2 separate regions of the Anas platyrhynchos genome follow, and region 2 is linked to region 1. Evidence: chromatin contacts called from public Hi-C data. All regions are on one chromosome and are shown on one strand. Each heading gives the region's core, a stretch centred on a gene start, on an enhancer-like site or on the middle of the called end of the contact. The rest is flanking DNA. Distances are from core to core; before and after follow the strand shown. Region 1 overlaps MSRB3 (methionine sulfoxide reductase B3). Region 2 overlaps HMGA2 (high mobility group AT-hook 2).

Region 1 (2,619 bases), core at 77-2,576:
CCTTGCTAAAAATTGTTCTTTTGATGACTTGTCTGAGGAACGTGACATCGCACTGTAATAAACTTCCCAGTTATCTTAAACCCCCGACTTCTTGTTTTAAAGGCAGGAAATAATTCGCATTGTAAACTGTCCATGAGATATATTTAAACAACCTTCCGGGCAGTTTAAATATAGAAAATGGAGAGATGGCAGTCGCAAGATTTTATTTGAGAAGGATTTAATGCACGAATACTAATTGTTCCATTTACCCCACGATGGGAAAGAGGAAACGCAGCTGCCTCGCAGCGCTGGCTTCAGAGGGTTACGGGACATCGGGGCCGCGAGCCAGCCCCCACCAAAGGTGATCCTGAGGCTTTCGGTGACACGGCTGGAAGCAGGATTAAACCCCAGGGGGCTAATGAGCAATGTGGCACATCCACCGGCCTCCTCAGAGCTGCCTCCCTCTGTTTCTGAATATCATAGCGAAGGAGCTGTGGGACACGAGCGCCCAGAAATGAACTGAGGAATGGTTTTGTCTTGGGCATTTCCTGGATAAGATTAAGAAGCCGATCGCGGCCTCTTCCGACCCCCTAACGAACAAACGCGTAATACACGGTCTTATGTATTACCACATCACTCTGGAGTATATCTGATGGAAAACTGCTTGTATTAACATGCCTGAACTCTGACTTCTCCAAACTAAATTCGCTGCAAAACCAAAACATTTTTGTGTTACTAAATGGAGACAAAAAGGAGGGGGAAGGTAAGTACTGCACAATGAACAGCCTGAGAGGGCCATTAAACATAAATAAACATGTCATTTTCACGAGTGACTGCAGGACCGGTTTAAAAAAAAAAAAAAAAAAAAAAAGGAGGGGGGGGGAAATTCCTCCAGAGCAGAGCAGACTACCGACTAATAAAAGATCAAAGGTCTGTCCGTAACAAACACTACAAATAAAAACCTGATTTTTTTTTTTTATTATTATTTTTTTTTCCCTCCCAGCGACCTTCACCGCCAGGAATAAAGGGCGCAGTGAAGGCGTAATTACCGGGCCAGGCTGCAGCCTCGCCGCGCTCCCGCAGCTGATCATAAAACCCCTTCTTCCCACCCTGCCCCAGCGAGCGCGGGGCCGGCCGGCCGCGGCCATCTGGCTTGTGTCAGCGCCGGCGAGGCCGGGGGAAGCGCGGCGCTGATGTCACCGCGCGGGTCAGCCGGGGAACAAAGGCGTATTTTTGCCCTTAAAAAGCTGGGGTGCCCCAGCAGCGGGGGCCTCCGGCCCGCCGGCGGGGGTGATTTATGGCTCGTGCCGTTCCCGCTCCTACTGAGATAGCCCGGCCCCATCTAGCGGTCGGCGCCACGAGAAGGCCTCGTGAAGGACAGGGCTGGTATGGCGGCCATGAGGCCGGCCACAGAAGCACAGAATCACAGAATTATCTAGGTTGCAAGAGACCTCCAAGATCACTGAGTCCAACCTCTGACCTAACACTAACCAGACCTCCATTAAACCATATCACCAAGCACCACATCCAAACATCTTCTAAAGACTTCCAAGGATGGTGACTCCACCACTTCCCTGGGCAGCCCATTCCAATGCCTCACAACCCTCTCAGTAAAGAAGTCCTTCCTAATATCCAACCTAAAACACCCCTGGCTCAACTTTAGCCCATTCCCCCTCGTCCTGTCACCAGGCACGTGGGAGAACAGGCCAACCCCCACCTCACTACAGCCTCCTTTAATGTATAGTGAGGTGGGGGGTGGTCAAGGTCATCCCCAGAGGGCTGCCACCATCCAGCCATCCCCAGGCTGCTAACACAGCCTTGTGGGGCTCCTTGTCCCCATGTGGCGACACCGAAGCCCAAGCCACCGGCCTGCAGACTTGGTGGCACTTCAGCCACCTGGCCTTGTCTCAAAACCCCCCATGCTCTGGAAGCCAAGCTGGGTGGCAGGGGACGGCCCCAAGGTTTAGCAAACCCTGCTCTGCCTCTGTGTGGGGACAGGCAGCACACCACGGGCACGACAAGAGTCATGGTCTGGTCCGCGACGCTGACGTCTGCCTCATGTCATGGCCCTGCGCTCGTGCCCAGCTTGCAGGCTGCCAGCAGCTTCAACAGGAGCTTTGTTTCCTGCAGAGCTCACCAAACAGCTTTGTGACAGCTTGGCTTTGCCACAGCTGGCAGTGCAGAAACTTTTTTGTGGATGTTGTTTCCAGTCAGGAGCATTCTCTGCTATTTTGGAGGCCAGGATACCAGAGGGCAGCCAGACCTTCCCCTGGATGGCTGGGCTCTCACAGAGCTGCCTATAGGAAGCCCACGTGCCTATGAAACATCTCCTCGTGCCACTGGGCACAGGCGTCTGATGAAGCACAGGGCAGACACGAAGGCATCATCCCTGCTCTGTGCTTTGTCTCTCCCGCTGCGTGCTCCATCGGGGCTGCCAAACCTGCTGCTTCGCCTCGCTGGATCTACCTCTCCAGACCAAACCCGCTCCACCCCTCCTGATTTGTGAGAAGTAAACAGGATCATAACTCCCTCGAGTGTAAACAGTTTAAAGGAAATGATTTGAATTTGCCAAGGATTATAAAATAGATCTTGACCTCTTGAAAATGTCAAATATTTCAGTGTTCACCAAAATGTTGTTAT
Region 2 (2,619 bases), core at 71-2,570, 260 kb before region 1:
CTCTCACGTCACCATATCCTGTCCGAAGTAGCCCTACGCTTTTTCATCTCAACTATGCACGTGGGTGCAATTCCTTTTTCACTCAAATAACCAAGTATTCTTTCTGCATCTTGTGGGCACATGACCCTGCAGGACAAAGCGTGAATAAAAAGAGTCTGAGACAGAGCTTTGTCCTGTGTAATGGTCGCCAGCCTTCCCCACCACTGGGCAACAATGCGAAGGAGAGGGAAAACACTGCTTCCTCTGTCAGCCTGAGCTGTACTGCCAGTGGGATGTTGTACCTACGGGTCATGCTACTACATGGTCTTGGAGACATTGAGCAGCCTGTAGATAGATCCGTGGTCCAACTGGTACAAAAATAACCATGAAAGCAAAAATTGAGTGGTTTGTTGTTATTTTTTTTAATCAGACCCTTTGCCATACCTTGACTTTACACCCTTCTCTTGCAGCCAGCAATACCGTATTTCTGTTTAAATTTAGAAATGATACAAGCCTATTTATTTGTCATCAGTATTTTGAAATTTCAGTCTGGCACTGCTTGGAAAAGTAAAAAGGCTTTATTGTATTTTTTTATTATTATTATAAAATTAAGCCAGTATTATTTAAATAACAGCCTCTGTTAGGGCTTTCTGATATCCTCTGAAATCAAGAGATTGAGGAGGCAGTGATCTCCTTTCCCCAGGAGAAGGCATGCTGGAAGGCACTGGATGAGCAAAACACTTTTCTGTGCACAGAGCAGGTGCAAAACCTTGGTGCAGATGGTTGTCTTTTATGTTCTCAGAGGAAAAAATCTGTTTTTAATTGGTACTTTTTGTAGCTCACAGTTCATCAAGATGGTTCGAACTGGCACGTTTTCATGAGCCTTCAAGCACCTGCAGTAACCTTCTGTGGTTTCAGGAGGAACAAGAAAGTGCATCTTTTTCATAGCATTGAGGAAGGATGAGAAAAAAAAAAGAGGAGTTTTGATCCCCAGGATAGCGATGCAATGCCATGTCTATAAAAGCACTTGCTACCAAGTCTGTAAGAGGCAAAGCAGTGCTGTCAATATCCGTTACCCAATCCAAGTTCATCAGCCCGCTGAGCCTGGAGCTGTGGGCTGCCTCCCTTGAGCATTCAAGGACTCAGCGGAGGAAGCAGGATCGGTGCAGCTCCTCTCCCCGAAAGCACACGTGCAACGCGGGGACTTTTAGAGGACTGGCCCAAACCCAGCTACACTCCACGTCTCACACCCCTCACAGTGACTGCAGCCTGATACTTCGTGAGATTCCCTTCAGAGCAATCCTGTCCTGGTTCCTGGGAGCATCCATTGCCCTGCTCACTCCTCTTCCCACCACCTCCCTGGGCCCTGCTGTTGGGCAGCAGCAAATAAAGGGGCAATCAGCACACCTCCAGCCCGGGCTCCCCAGCAATTGAAGAATGCGGGCTGCTGCGCTGGCTGAAAGGCTTGGGAAAGTGCAGCCCTGCTGTTTCATGTCAACATTCCTCCCCCTCTGCCTTTCCCAAGGTCTCAGGCAGAAAATCCTTTTTTGTTCTTATCAGTTCAAACAAGAACAATGAATTCCTCAAGCCCGCAAGAATGTGACAAGGTGCCAACAAAGCCAACCAGGAAGGTGATGTATGGTCTATAGGCTGCAGCTCAAATAAATCACTTCACAAACCAGTGCTGCAAGGAGTGATTTCAAACAGCTTAGAGCCTCCAGTTCTAGCTCTGCCCTTCAGATTTTCACCTGCCAAGTATCCCAAATAAAAGCACTGTGTGTGACGCTAAAATGCTGTGTGCCCTTTGCTTTTGTTACCAGTAATAACTATGCAGCATGTAATTAAATCAATATTACCGTGGGGTGTCTGCACAGCTTTGGTGAAGGCAAGAGTTGCAGTTTCCATCATAAACCCTTAAATTCGAAAGTTTACAGCTGGCTGTAAAACTGGCTCACTGAGCAGAACTTGGCATGCACAGCTGTTAGCCAGGGAGCAAACGATTTTTACCATATTTCAAAAATAATTGGTTTGGCTCTTTAAAATCTTACTAATGTTTTAAAAAATGAGGTTACCATGTCTGGATGCTTTTTAGCGTATATCTTCCATTTCTACAAAGAAACGCTGGCAGGCAACTGATCTCCTAGTAAGCCAGTCTGATTGGGAAAATAAAAGAGTAATGACCAACATGCTCAGTCATAAAAAGGCAGCTTAGCAGGTACATATTCCACATGCATAAGGATCTGGATGTCTCTTCCTCTGCTTGGACAGCATGCCTTCTAGAGAGAATTCACATGATGCTTGACACTGTAGAAATTAGCACAAGAATAATTGTTTCATGCTGAATTACACTGACATTAGTGAAAATTCACAGTGTGGGCAAAATGGCAAGCAGGTATCCAAGATGCTCAGCCCACGCATGGGCACTTTACCAGCCAGTGATTAAAATGAAGCATGCCTAGCCTTGCTATAAGCTACAGGCTGCTCAAATTCAGCTTTCTCCATGCATCACTGCCACCACAGCACAGCACCAGCCCTAGGGAGCAAAATGTTGGGAGCGATGACCTGTGACACACCATCAAACTCCTTGTTGCAATGAGCTTCACCATGGATGGAGTTTTCCTGTTTTACATCACCTCATCT

The links. Hi-C and Micro-C count contacts between places; a contact is called where the count stands out from the background.
Region 2: a Hi-C map of small yellow follicle shows a contact between it and region 1, with 2.5 times the contacts expected there. The contact joins two enhancer-like sites. A contact is called at or near these places in 3 of 8 Hi-C or Micro-C datasets (liver, skeletal muscle and small yellow follicle).

Annotation. Positions count from the first base shown.
Region 1 is chr1:36,108,623-36,111,241 of IASCAAS_PekinDuck_T2T, reverse strand. The region is part of intron 1 of MSRB3 (methionine sulfoxide reductase B3); the gene reads right to left. Among named protein-coding and RNA genes, the nearest start is that of MSRB3, 17 kb to the right of the region's middle. Within about 2 kb of position 1,326, at least 5 of the 8 cell types and tissues checked have an H3K27ac peak or open chromatin away from gene starts, as enhancers often do. A contact at or near this core is called in small yellow follicle, where this site is marked.
Region 2 is chr1:36,372,037-36,374,655 of IASCAAS_PekinDuck_T2T, reverse strand. The region is part of intron 4 of HMGA2 (high mobility group AT-hook 2); the gene reads right to left. Among named protein-coding and RNA genes, the nearest start is that of HMGA2, 50 kb to the right of the region's middle. Within about 2 kb of position 1,320, at least 3 of the 8 cell types and tissues checked have an H3K27ac peak or open chromatin away from gene starts, as enhancers often do. A contact at or near this core is called in small yellow follicle, where this site is marked.